Linked DNA regions of Macaca mulatta: region 1 is linked to region 2. A link is a contact called in public Hi-C data. All regions are on one chromosome and are shown on one strand. The core of a region is the stretch at or near the end of the contact, and the rest is flanking DNA. Distances in the headings are between cores, read along the strand shown.

The links. Hi-C and Micro-C count contacts between places; a contact is called where the count stands out from the background.
Region 1: a Hi-C map of fetal cortex germinal zone shows a contact between it and region 2, with 1.8 times the contacts expected there. The contact joins the promoter of ZNF174 here to the promoter of ZNF200 in region 2. A contact is called at or near these places in 3 of 14 Hi-C or Micro-C datasets (cortical neurons, fetal cortex germinal zone and liver).

The regions. Positions count from the first base shown.
Region 1 is chr20:4,617,920-4,624,415 of T2T-MMU8v2.0, forward strand. ZNF174 (zinc finger protein 174) reads left to right here and starts at 4,398. Exons shown (of 3, transcript NM_001266897.1): 1 at 4,398-5,519. The coding sequence starts at 5,118. All of the region lies in intron 7 of ZNF75A (zinc finger protein 75a), which reads left to right. ZSCAN32 (zinc finger and SCAN domain containing 32) reads right to left here and starts at 4,329. Exons shown (of 7, transcript XM_001093932.5): 1 at 4,060-4,329; 2 at 218-771. The coding sequence starts at 583.
Region 2 is chr20:4,473,034-4,479,649 of T2T-MMU8v2.0, forward strand. ZNF200 (zinc finger protein 200) reads right to left here and starts at 1,669. Exons shown (of 5, transcript NM_001261221.1): 1 at 1,289-1,669; 2 at 176-506. The coding sequence starts at 425. It overlaps LOC106994924 (a long non-coding RNA gene), which reads left to right and starts at 1,864. Exons shown (of 3, transcript XR_003725570.2): 1 at 1,864-2,436. MEFV (MEFV innate immunity regulator, pyrin) reads right to left here. Exons shown (of 9, transcript XM_077985398.1): 9 at 5,120-6,616. The coding sequence ends at 6,362.

The DNA of each region.
Region 1 (6,496 bases), core at 3,148-5,647, 150 kb after region 2:
TTCAAACATTACTAAATATATGAATGTCTAACAGCTGTATCCACAGATGAGAAATTCTTCCCGTACTATAAGGGCATAGGACCAACCCGAGATAGCCAAGACCTTCTGTGGGCAGCAGAGGGCTACTGTGTGTTTCTCAACCAAGCACCCCTCCAGTAACTGGATTTCCCAACTTCTTCATAACCCAAACCACAAAGTTCCGACTTCCTTTTCTCACCTGTTGTCCAGGAGCTCTCTGTACATCCTCAACCAGAGCCACAGCTTCCTCCCCATTTTCTGGATGCTGCTCCCTCACCCAGGTCTGGATCTCCTCTGGCAAGATAGTCAGAAACTGCTCCAAAACCAGCAGCTCCAGGATTTCCTCTTTCGAGTGCGTCTTCGGCTTCAGCCACTGACAACAGAGTTCCCAGAGTTTGCTAAAAGCTTCATGGGGGCCAGTTACTTCCTGGTAGCAAAACTGCCTGAAGCGCTGACGGGAGGCTTCCGAGTCAGGACTGTTAACCTGGAGGGCTGATTTCTGGCCCTGTGTGGGATCCTTGTTTGAGGATGGGTGTGCCTCGGGACTCTTTGCTGCAGCCATCATTTGCTTCGACGAACTGGCTTACTCTGGTTGCCACTTCTACCCTGGAGATCAGAGTCCATCTCTTCCCACATCACTGGGAAACCATGTTCTCCTGCAAGGAATGTCTTTCTCTAATCCGTGAGACATGAGAGTGTCAGACATGTATAGAGACTCACAGCTGAAAATAAGGGCTCAACTTTGAAGGATGTCTGAAGAGGATGGAAAAAGACAATATAAACCTATCACATTCCTTCACTCTGCTTCTTGTGATTTACTTTCTATCCTTTTCCTCCCTCCACAAATCTATACCAATGATCCAAAACACTAGAAATATTTAAACTGTCTTTGCAAAAACTGTTAACAGTGAGAAGATTTATGACACTAAAAGAGATAGGATCTAACCAACTCCATCTTGCTTTTAACCTCCAAACTGCCCTTGGTCATTCCTGGGCATGAGGCAAGCTAGCTTTGGGTGAAATTTAGTTTATAGTTTGAATGATAATAACCCTTCCCAAAACTAAACTCCTTTGTGAAACTAATTAAAGACCACCAGGTTAGGAGGATGAGAGGGGCCTGAATTCTGCTAAGATGTAGGCCTAATGAAATGATTATCCAGAGGTCACAAGATTTGCAACTTCCCCAATTAAATAACATCACCATTGTAGAACCCAAGATTGGCCTTTTGAGATGTCTTTTCAGGCCTCTGCTTTCTGACAACCAGATGGCCCCACCCAGACTAGGGACTCCTCTGTGGCTCCCATCCAAAATCGCACTCAGCACACAAGAGCCATTTTCCACAGCCCTGTGAGTGCATCCCCAACCAGTCAGCATTCCCCGTTCCCTACCCAACTGCCTGTCAAAGCCCTAGCCTCTGAATTTCTGGGGAGGCTGACTTGAGTAATAAAACTTGTCTCCCATTTAGCTGGTTCTATGCGTATTAAATTCTTTATTGCAATTCGCCTGTCTTGACAAATTGGCTTTATCTAGGCAGTGGGCAAGATGAACCCACTGGGCAGTTACAGTAGCAAAAAATAGTTTCCTCCCAGCCAAGATTCTGTGTCTGCTAACAAGTTACTCAAACTGTTCCTGACTATGTAGTTCACCTGTTCCTTCCCTTCTTCCCTCACGTACCTAAGTCTTTTTCTTGTCCTTCCCTATCCTCAAGAAGCCTGGACTCATGTTCCCAGTCGCTACCCTCTCCTCAGGAGAGTACTAGTGTGTGTGCACTTCTTAATTAACTTCGTCATCACTATTATTCCACACACACACAACGTAGATAAGTGACTGTTTGGGTTTGCTGTATGTTTTTATTTTCCCGCATTCCTTTCCCACTTCTAATAGCAGCATCTTCTTCCTTTGTGAAAAAGTCCCTCTCAACCGGGTGTGGTGGCTCATACCTGTAATCCCAACACTTTGAGAGACTGAGGTGGGTGGCTCACAAGGTCAGGAGATCTAGACCATCCTGGCTAACAAGATGAAATTCCATCTCTACTAAAAAGACAAAAAAATTAGGCGGGCATGGTGGCACACGCCTGTAGTCCCAGCTACTCAGGAGGCTGAGGCAGGAGAAGTGCTTGAACCCAGGAGGCAGAGGTTGCAGTAAGCCGAGATCTCGCCATTGCACTCCAGCCTGGGCAACAAGAGCGAGACTGTCTCAAAAATAAAGAAAGAAAGGAAGGAAGGAAGGAGGGAGGGAGGGAGGGGGGGACAGAGAGAGAGAGAGAGAGAAAAAGAAAAAAAGAAAAAAAGAAAAAGGAAGGAAGGAAAGAAAGGAAAGAAAGAAAGAAAGAATGATTGATTGGTTCTGGTGGGGATATTAATTACAATACCTGCCTCCCCAGAAGTGGGCATATGACACACAGCTAGGCCTATTAAAATTCTTTTCTCAAATTTTACGTGAGAAGTAGGGAAAGCTCTTAATTTTCTGGGAATTGCTAAATTGGCCAAATGTAAGACCAGAGTTGTCTGCAACTGTGTCCCACTCTCTACTCCACTCTTCCGTCACAGGAGCCTGTTCACAAGAGGACAATATACTCGAGTCCTGAAAACATGTTTGGATCTCCAAGGCCAGTTTATGCAAGGCAATATTTTATTTTTTTGAGAGTTAATTTTAAAAATAGTTTTATATAATTTAAAATTAAACAATAAATAACTTTTAATTTTTTTTTTTTTGTTTGTTTTTTTAATCTTTAGAGATGGAGTGTCACTCTGTTGCCCAGGCTGGTCTCAAACTCCTGAACTCAAGCAATCCTCCCACCTCAACCTCCCAAAGTGTTAGAATTAAAAGCATAAGCCACCATGCCCGACCTTAAAAACAATTTTAAATAGAGGCTAACTTTTGTATTTTTTGTAGAGATAGGGTTTCACTATGTTGCCCAGGCTGGTCTCAAACTCCTGTGCTCAAATGATCCTCCCACCGTGGCCTCCCAAAGTGCTGGGATTACAGGTGTGAGCCACTGCACCAGTGAAGGCAGTCTTTTTTTCATTAGTTTGTGTTGGTTTTTAACTACTTAAAACACAGATTAAAGCAGATCATAATTTACATTTTCTACAGGAGCTGACACACCCTCACCACGTAGTATTAAAATGGATCCAGCATGCACAACAATATGAATATACTCAGGACTACTGAGCTGTACACTTAAGGTTAAGATGGTAAATGTTTTTTAAAAAAGAAAATTTTTTATATTTTAAAAATGGATTTGGGTTCCCTTTTCTCAAAGAAGTTGAACTGCCTTCACTTAAATTCTCTTTACATTTCGGTGCTTCTAGAGATAGAGAAATCAAGGGCATTATTATTGTTAGTACTGCTTTTTAGCCAAAAAGAAACTGAGAGCGATGAAGTATCTTGCCTAAAGCATCACACAGCAGAGCTCTAGGCAGCAAGGCCAGGACTAGAACCTGCACCCCTTGCCTTCATTATGTTCATCCTGTACCTTACCTGGCTGAAGAATAATTTAATAAATGCTCCTCTAACTTCATGCAGAAGGCGGAACCTGCACCCCTCTGGGCCCTTTTTGACCCCTTACATCCCACTCATCGTTAAATTTTAAAATGCTGTTCTCTGAAAATTTTACTTCACTCTAGCGATGGCCTGAACCCTGGGAAAAAAATGCAGCATGAGGATGGGGAGCCAAGTGGATAGGTTTTTCACTTAGTAACTACTTATTGAGTACTCAGAACGCACTCGGTGCCAGAGTCAGGCACTGTGGATGAGTAGGGAGTGGACGAGACAGGGACGAGATAAGCAGGGTCAAGGCCAGGGGGTCCCGGGGCGCCGGCGCTTAGGCTCGGGGTGATCCGCGCGGTGGGAGCGGGGCACGTGACCGCGGCGCGTCTGGGGAAGCCCGGCCTGAGGGAGGCCGCCTGTCCCACGGAGACGCCCATCGGAGTCGGACCCAAACGCCTCCGAGAAGGGTCTCAGCGGGGAGGGACTCCTCGGCTGTTGTAGGACCCAGCCGCTAGTCCCGCCGGCCGCAAGGAAGCGGAGGACTCACCGGATACCAGTACTCGGGACTCCACAAACTCCCTCAGCCTCCGGGCCGGAAGTCAGGGGCGCCATTCGCTCTGCCCACTACGCACGCCCCTGCGCAGGCCCGCAAGTCGAGCTGCTGGACTGCAGCTCCCGGGATGCACTGCGACGATATTGACAGAGGCAGCAGCCAATAGACGGTAGAGGATGCTCTTGATAGGAGGCGGGCCCTCTCGGTAGTTCCTCAGCAGCCAGTGGGCGTCTCCGCGGCGAGTGGAATCGACCCCGCCCCCAGCCCGTGCTCGCAGGTGCCGGGTCCCAAGTCCCGCGGTCCCGGGTTCCCAGAGAGGTGAGTCGGCTGCAGGTGGGTGCGGGGCGCCAGGCTGCTCGGGGTAGCGGTGTCGCAGTCGCCAGTCCGAGCTCGCACCGGCCGTGGAGTTCAGCTGCGCACCGGGTTGCGGCAGCTTCGCCAGGCCTGGGGCTGGCTGGGCCGCGGGGCCGCCCTGGAGGCCGGAGCCACCGGGCCTGCGGCGCCTGGGCAGGGAGCAGCCGCTTCGCTCGCGTGCAGGAAGCTGTTCGCTACCTCACACCCCCGGCTGGCGCTGTGGCCTTGCTCAACTCTACCGTTTAACACCCGGTGACATGCGCCAGGTCGGTTGCTGCCGTCATGCGGGAGAGTTGGGGCAAGCTACCTGTGACAGCTTGAACTTTTCCTAGGGATTCCGCTCCACCCGCCAGTTAGAGCGTATTGCTCATTAAACCCGAGACCTGTGTGCTTGCTACTGAAATAAAAGAAATATTTTTTCCCCAGAGTCCTTGTAGGACATTATGACTTTTCTCCTTTGCAAGACTTCAAAAAACTGACAGGAAGACAAAACTCTTCCCACTCCCAGGGACCGCGTTGTCTTGAGTTTGGCTAGTAAAGGCTAGCAAGTGAGGCCTTGTCTCTGCATCCCGTTCTCCCTAACATCCTCAGAGAACGTTCGTTTTTGGAGTCTTTCTAGTATTCAGAGACTTCTCCAAGGTCATGATCCCAAAGGCTTAACACGTTTACAAGGAGAGAGTTGTCTCCTGACGCCCAAAATGGCAGCTAAAATGGAGATAACTTTAAGCTCCAACACTGAAGCTTCCTCCAAGCAAGAGAGACACATAATAGCCAAACTAGAAGAGAAACGGGGGCCTACTCTGCAAAAAAACTGCCCCGATCCTGAGCTCTGCCGCCAGAGCTTCAGACGCTTTTGTTATCAAGAGGTGTCTGGACCCCAAGAGGCACTCTCCCAGCTCCGACAGCTCTGCCGTCAGTGGCTACAACCCGAGCTGCACACCAAGGAGCAGATTTTGGAGCTTCTGGTGATGGAGCAGTTCCTGACCATCCTGCCCCCAGAGATCCAGGCTCGGGTCAGGCATCGATGTCCAATGAACAGCAAGGAGATTGTGACCCTCGTGGAAGATTTTCACAGAGCATCCAAGAAACCAAAGCAGTGGGTAAGGAGGGTCCTCTCCCATCATCCTGGGGATTTCTTTTTCATCTAGGTAATGTTTGGTATCTGGATCTCTCCCTATTTAAGGACTGAGTCTCAGAAGTGGACTGGATGGCTTCAGAAGTTGCTTCCAGCCTCTGTCTGGGAACCTATTCCGAGTTGTTAACAGGTTTTTAGAAAATCTAACTACTGATACCCAGTGAGGCAACAGAGGACCAACGTTCTTGCCATTCCTTTATGCACCTTATGTCACCAGAAGTAAAAATTGTAAGGTTCTTGAATCCCTTCTGTCAGCTCTTCCCACACCATCTTAGTTTTCCTACAAGCAGAATTCTTAGCAGGCAGGGTCACCCTGTTTAGTAGCAGTTGGACTTTGAGGAACTTCATTTCATTGGAAGTTCTAGCTTATTGTTTTTTTTTTTTTTTGAGATGGAGTCTTGCTGTGTTGTCCTGGCTGGAGTGCAGTGGTGCCATCTCAGCCCACTGCAACCTCTGCCCCCTGGTTCAGGTGATTCTCAGGTCTCTGACTCCTGAGTAGCTGGGATTACAGGCACCTGCCACCATACCTAGCTAATTTTTGTATTTTTTAGTGAGAGGGTTTTCACCATGTTGGCCAGGCTAGTCTCGAACTCCTGACCTCAAGTGATCCACCCGCCTTGGCCTGTCAAAGTGCTGGGATTACAGGTGTGAACCACCACACCTGGCCTAGCTTATTGTCTTTGATTTTTTTTTTTTTTTTGAGACTGGGTCTCACTGTGTTGCTGAGGCTGGAGTGCAGTGGTGCAATCTCTGCTTGCTGCAGCCTCCACATCCAGCTCAAGTGTTCCTCACACCTCAGCCTCTCAAGTAGTTGGGACTGCAGGTACATGCCACCATGCATGGCTACTTTTTGTACTTTTGTAGAGACAGGGTTTCTCCACATTGCCCAGGCTCTTGGGCTCAGGCAGTCCACCTGTCTTGACCTCCCAAAGTGCTGGGATT
Region 2 (6,616 bases), core at 419-2,918:
TCTGTGGCTTTACCCACACCCAGCACTTCAGAAGAATTTCCTCTTTCCAACACTAGAATTGACTCCTTTTTCAATATACACCATCCTAATTTGAATTTATAACTAACACAGAAGCCTATCTTAGACTCCAGTACCTCCTCCTCCTCTTCTAGTGAAACAAGCATGTGCTTCTCACCTCTGTTCTGAAGGCTTGAGCTCACATCTTTCATAATAACCAAGGTCTCCTTGACTTTCTGACTGGGCTGGACCAGGCTTGGCTTGGGCAAGAAGGTGAGGAAGTGCTCCAGCACTAGCTGGTGGATGGTCTTGGGCCCATTAGTGGCATCTCGAAGTAGGTCTTGGCCCAGCTTGGAGTCTGGCGGAACTCTCAGTATAAAGGACCGCTTTGGCTTTGGGGGCATAGGAACCACTTTTGCAGCCATCATGCCTTGCAACCACACACCACACTCGTTTCGCGGGGCCTCCTGAGCCACCTCTTACTAGAGGAAATCTGCCAGAGAGCCAAGCTGTAGACAGAGAAACCAGGGATTACCCACAAGACCAGGCAAGGCATTACTGCACTCCAGTATGTGGCATGGGTAGTGAGGTTACAGGAGATCTAAAGAAAACGACAGCTGGGGTTAGGAAATCATAACTGAAACGCAGTATTTGAACAAGATATGCTTAGGAAGATGTTAAAGGAAGATCCTGAGAATAAAAAAGAGACTCTGCAAACCTCAAGTCCAAAGGCAAGGGAGTAATGGCGGGGAGAAGGCCAAGGTCCAGCCTCCTGAGAAATACAAAGTGTGGCCAGGTACCGATGGCTCACACCTGTAATCCCAGCACTTTGGAAGGCCCTGGTGGGTGGGTCGCTTGCGTCCAGGAGTTCAAGACCAGCCTGGGCAACACAGCAAGACCCCGATTCTATAAAAAAATAAATAAAAAATTAGCTGGGCGGGGCGACACAAGTCTGTGGGTCCCAGCTACTCGGGAGGTGGGAGGATTGCTTGTGCCCAGGGGGTCGAGGTTGCAGTGAACTGTGATCGCGCCACTGCACTCCAGTCTGAATGACAAAGCAAGACCCTGACTCTAAAAAAGAAAGGAAAAGAGAAAGGAAAGGAGGAAGGGAGTCAGGGAAGGGAAAGAAAAGGAGAAAGAAAAGACAGAAAGACGGTGTGTAAAACCCACCAGGAAGAGGTTGAATCAGGTCTGGAGAAAGAGCAATGGGCTAGAAGACAGGAAATCTGGGGTCAATACCGCGGACATCCGCCTAGAAGCAGGTTGGTCACTGAAACTGGCCATACTGTACCCCTCGAACCGAAGCTCCCTCCGGTGCCCTTTGGGCGGGGAGGCGGTTGGTGACTCTCCCGGGGAGCAGACGCAAGGCCGAGGAGGGGTCCACACACCGCCTGCCGACTCCTCTCCGCCGTCAAAGCTCTCCTGAGAGCGGCAGGCGACATCCCACTAAGGCCCGCCGGGCCAGGCTCACTCTGGGGCCTCTTCCGCTGGTCAAGGAACACCTTTACCGTAAAGCTCAGCGTGCGCCCCTGCCTGAGGCGCTCACCAGGCTCCCTACCCGGCCTTTCTCCCTCAGCAACGGACACGCTCCGTTCCCCAGAGGCGGCCTCAGCCTGGTTCCCGCCCTCACGGAGCCCCTCACCTCTCGGGGCCTCTGCAGCCCCTGAGCGTTTGCTGGGGACGGCTCAGAGACTCAGGCTCCGGGAGAGATAGAAAAACTAGGCGCGAGCGGCCGAGCCCTCCCCTCGCCCTTCCGAGTGCCCTCACAGGTCGCCGGCGACTATTCGTTCGCGCCGTGACCAGTTAAGGTGAATTGCAGGGACGCGGTGCCTTCTGGGAGGTCGGGCGCTCTGCAGCCGTCACGTCACAACCGGTGCCTTGTTTCCGGTGCAGAAGCCTGGTCTCCCCGTTCAGAGCGGGCAATCTGCGCTTGAGACGGTAACGCTTGAGACGGGCCCAGGGAGCTCTCAGGGCTGGAGGGAGGCCAGACGGCTGCAGCCTGTCTCTCTGTGGCTCTGCCTGGAAGACGGAAGGTAAGAGGCTGGCTCCAGTCATCCATGACGGGTTGGCACTTCTCCAGCTGCGGCCAGTCTAACCCCAGGGCCTCCTGGGAAATGTAGTTCGAATGCAAACAACCAATGGACGACCGTCAGGCGCGGCCGTTGGGGCAAGGCGGACCCCCTCCAACCCCCCCGTTCCCCCGCCAAGGCTTGAAGGAAGCGAGCTCTCGGACCGGAAGATCAAGACGTCTCCGCGCGTTTCCTCCTTTCACTGCGGTTTTCCAGTAAAAGGACTGCGGAGGCGGAGAGGGTGTGGCCGGCATGGGACTCCGCCTCTGCTCTGGTGACTCCCATAGGTTAGAGCTGGGGCACCTACGTTGCCACCTCCAACTTTCTAACTTCTACTCTGCTGTCCCCACCGGCCGTCTTGTTTTTAAAAGTATCTTAATTGCCCTTCTTGTACTGTCTCTGTTCTCAATTTCAGCTTCCTACGGAGGCCGAACAGAGTTTTGTCTTTGTGCGTTGTATCCATACTCGGTTCGTTCGCCAGTGAGGCATTGATCAGGGTTGGGACAACTTGTGGGCAGGTGTGGCCTTATTTCTCGATGTAACACCAGCCTCCAGAAAGTAGACAAAAGTAAAAATATAAATGAATACTTCTTAAAGTTAATTACAGCTGACTAATCGTTTAACGATGGCTTAAAATATGTCACAAAGAAACGAGTATGAAAACTGTGTGGCACCAAGACATTCTAGAAAAATAAGGAATATCTGCCTTTTCAGATCAAAATTTACTAAAAAGGCTCCGTTAATCAAAGCAGTGTGGTTTGAACTATGAGGCAAAACAGATAACTGAGATGTTTTGAAGTAAAATATAAACCTGTGTGATTGTATTTTTTTTTTTTTTTTTTTTTTTTGAGACGGCGTCTTGCTCTGTCACCCAGGCTGGAGTGCAGTGGCCGGATCTCAGCTCACTGCAAGCTCCTCCTCTCGGGTTCACGCCATTCTCCTGCCTCAGCCTCCCGAATAGCTGGGACTACAGGCACCCGCCACTTCGCCCGGCTAGTTTTTTTGTATTTTTTAGTAGAGATGGGGTTTCACCGTGTTAGCCAGGATGGTCTCGATCTCCTGACCTCGTGATCCGCCCGTCTCGGCCTCCCAAAGTGCTGGGATTACAGGCTTGAGCCACCGCGCCCGGCATGTGATTGTATTTTTTAAATACTTTTTCTTGACTCTGTTAACAAACAAGAAATAAGACTGGAAGATAGTAGTAAAGATTAGCTACACAAAGGATTAGACATTCCCAAGACGAAATGAACCCCTGCCAACTGACAAAAAGCAAAGGCAATGAGGAGCTCTTCCCGAGAGGAGGAAACCTAATTGGTCATTAACATTTGAAAAGATGCTTAACCACACTACTAGTCAAGATTATCACTTTTAAAGGGACCAACATTTTTCACCTATCAAACAACGAAGGTGGAGAAATAGGCACTCCTTTTACTGGTAGTATAGTGTATGAAGTCATCTTGTAATATATATTAAAATTAAAAGTACACATATGTACTCTTTTTTTTTTTTTTTTTTGAGACGGAGTCTCGCTCTGTCGCCCAGGCTGGAGTGCAGTGGCACTATCTCGGCTCACTGCAAACTCCGCCTCCCGCGTTTACGCCATTCTCCTGCCTCAGCCTCCCGAGTAGCTGGGACTACAGGCGCCCGCCACCTCGCCCGGCTAATTTTTTTGTATTTTTAGTAGAGACGGGGTTTCATTGTGTTAGCCAGGATGGTCTCGATCTCCTGACCTCGTGATCCGCCCGTCTCGGCCTCCCAAAGTGCTGGGATTACAGGCTTGAGCCACCGCGCCCGGCCCATATGTACTCTTTGACCTTCACAATCTCATCTGTGAATCTGATGTCTACAGATTTCTTGTAGAATTCTTTATAGTGACAAAAACTAGAAATGACATGCATGTTCATACGTAAGGAAATGAGTAAATTGGTGCATTCATACTCTGGAAATTACCCAGCTGTGAAAAAGAATGGATTGGAACTATAGGTACACCTGGAGGGATGGCCATAAAATATTACATGAAAAAGTTTCAGAGCTACATATATCATGCATAATTATATTTTTGGAACAAACAAAACACCTATGTATGTGTTGAGGGATACACATTAGACTATTAAAATGGTTACTCATGGGATGGCCAGGCGCAGTGGCTCATGCCTGTAATCCCAGCACTTTGGGAGGCCAGAGGTGGGCTGATCACTGGAGGTTAGGCGTTCGAGACCAGCCTGGTCAACATGGGGAAACCCCATCTGTACTAAAAATACAAAAATTAGCCGGGCATGGTGGCGGGCACCTATAATCTCATCTACTTGGGAGGAGGCTGAGACACAACTGCTTGAACCCAGGAGGTGGAGGTAGAGGTTACAGTGAGCCAAGATTGCACCACTGCATTCCAGCCTGAGTGACAGGCGCACCAGCCTGGGCGACAGAGTAGTAAGACTCTGTCTCAAATTAATAAATAAAATAAAAATAAAATAGTTACTCATAGGGAGGCAGTGGAAATGGAGAAAAGGGGGAGATTACACTTTTTTTTTAATTGTGTCACTTCATTTAATGAGCACATGTCAATTTGGTAACTAAAAATAATAAAACCTTAAAAAAAAATAGAACAATAGGCTGGGCGTGGTGGCTCATCCCAGCACTTTTGGAGGCCGAGGTGGGCAGATCATCTGAGGTCAGGAGTTCCAGACCAGCCTAACATAGTGAAACTCCATCTCTACTAAAAAATACAAAATTAGCCGGGTGTGGTGGTGCATGCCTATAATCCCAGCTACTCAGGAGGCTGAGACAGGAGAATCGTTTGAACCTGGGAGGCGGAGGTTGCAGTGAGCTGAGATCGTGCCCACTGCACTCCAGCCTGGGTGACAGACAGAGCGAGACTCCATCTCGGGAGGCAGGAGGAGGAGGGGACGAAAAAAGAACGATAAAGATTTTTTTTTTAATTTGATGGAAAAAAAGAGCGATAAAGATTTTTTAAAACAATTGGATGGAATCCTGTTTTTAGAATCTAATCCGTAAAATAAATGACATAAATGGATTTGAAATGATACCATAAATTAAGGGTGTAAACACAATATATATCTCTATAAATGCCTTTTAACATGAAAAGATGGCTACAGTCACATGCAATTAAAGAAATGAAATTTAAAAGAATAATTACAAAAATAATATTCAGAATTCTGAAAGCAAATTAATACAATTATTTAAGAGGGCAATATGGCACTTCCTATTTTAAGAAGTAAACTTTGGCCGGGCGCAGTGGCTCAAGCCTGTAATCTCAGCACTTTGGGAGGCTGAGACGGGCGGATCACAAGGTCAGGAGATCGAGACCATCCTCGCTAACACGGTGAAACCCCGTCTCTACTAAAAAATACAAAAAATTAGCCGGGTGTGGTGGCGGGCGCCTGTAGTCCCAGCTACTTGGGAGGCTGAGGCAGGAGAATCTCTTGAACCCGGGAGACGGAGGTTTCAGTGAGCCAAGATTGTACTACTGCACTCCAGCCTGGGCAACAAGAGTAGTCTCAAAGAAAAAAAAAAAAAAAAAAGAATCATAGGCCGGGCGGGGTGGCTCATGCCTGTAATCCCAGCACTTTGAGAGGCCAAGGTGGGTGGATCACCTGAGGTCAGGAGTTCAAGACCAGCCTGGCTAACGTGGTGAAACCCCCATCTCTACTAAAAATACAAGAAAATTAGCCTGGTGTGGTGGCATGCGCCTGTAATCCCAGCTACTCAGGAGGCTGAGGCAGGAGGATCACTTGAACCTGGGAAGTGGAGGTTGCGGTGAGCTGAGATAGTACCACTGCACTCCAGCCTGGGTAACAAAGCAAGATCCCGTCTAAAAAAAAAAGTCATAGTTCATTAATCCAGGTACACAAATACTTCTATCCCAATCCAGTCTGCTTGTGTTTCTCTAGACTTCCCATGTCCTCAAGACAAAAGCAGAGAGAACCAGGGGACATGTCCTTGCCGTGGGGTTCTGAGGGAAAATGAGGGCCAAATCTTCTGTTCAGGAGCACCTGAGAGTACCATTCACCAGGGATGGATTATGCAACGACCCTGTACTTCCTCCTCTGAAATCCATGGTGTGTCATCAGTACACTTCTTTAGCGGATTTACTAATACGTTCGTTCCTAACTTAGCTCTGCTACAATCGGGGAGGCTCCATGGGCACAGTAACTATTTTGTTATTCGTTGCATTTCCTGTAGCAGCTGGCACCCAGGCGGCATTCCGTGACTGTTGAGTATGTGAATGCAAGATACAAGGCCAGAAGCTGGAAGAGAGATGCAGTGTTGGGCATTCAGTCAGGCCCCTGACCACCCACTGGACAGATAGTCAGAGGAGCTGTGTTCTTCCCTCCATCATGTGTCCCAGGGCTGAAGATAGGTTGAAGGGGCTCAGAGAAACAGCAGCTGGTGAATGTATAGATGCAGGATCTGGCTGTCACGTTGTAAAAGGAAATGCTTCCAACTCTGTAGTCCACAAAGATGCCCACACGCTTGGGAGGCACCTTTATTAGCAGGCGGGTTGGGGGAACACTGGATGCCTGGTACTC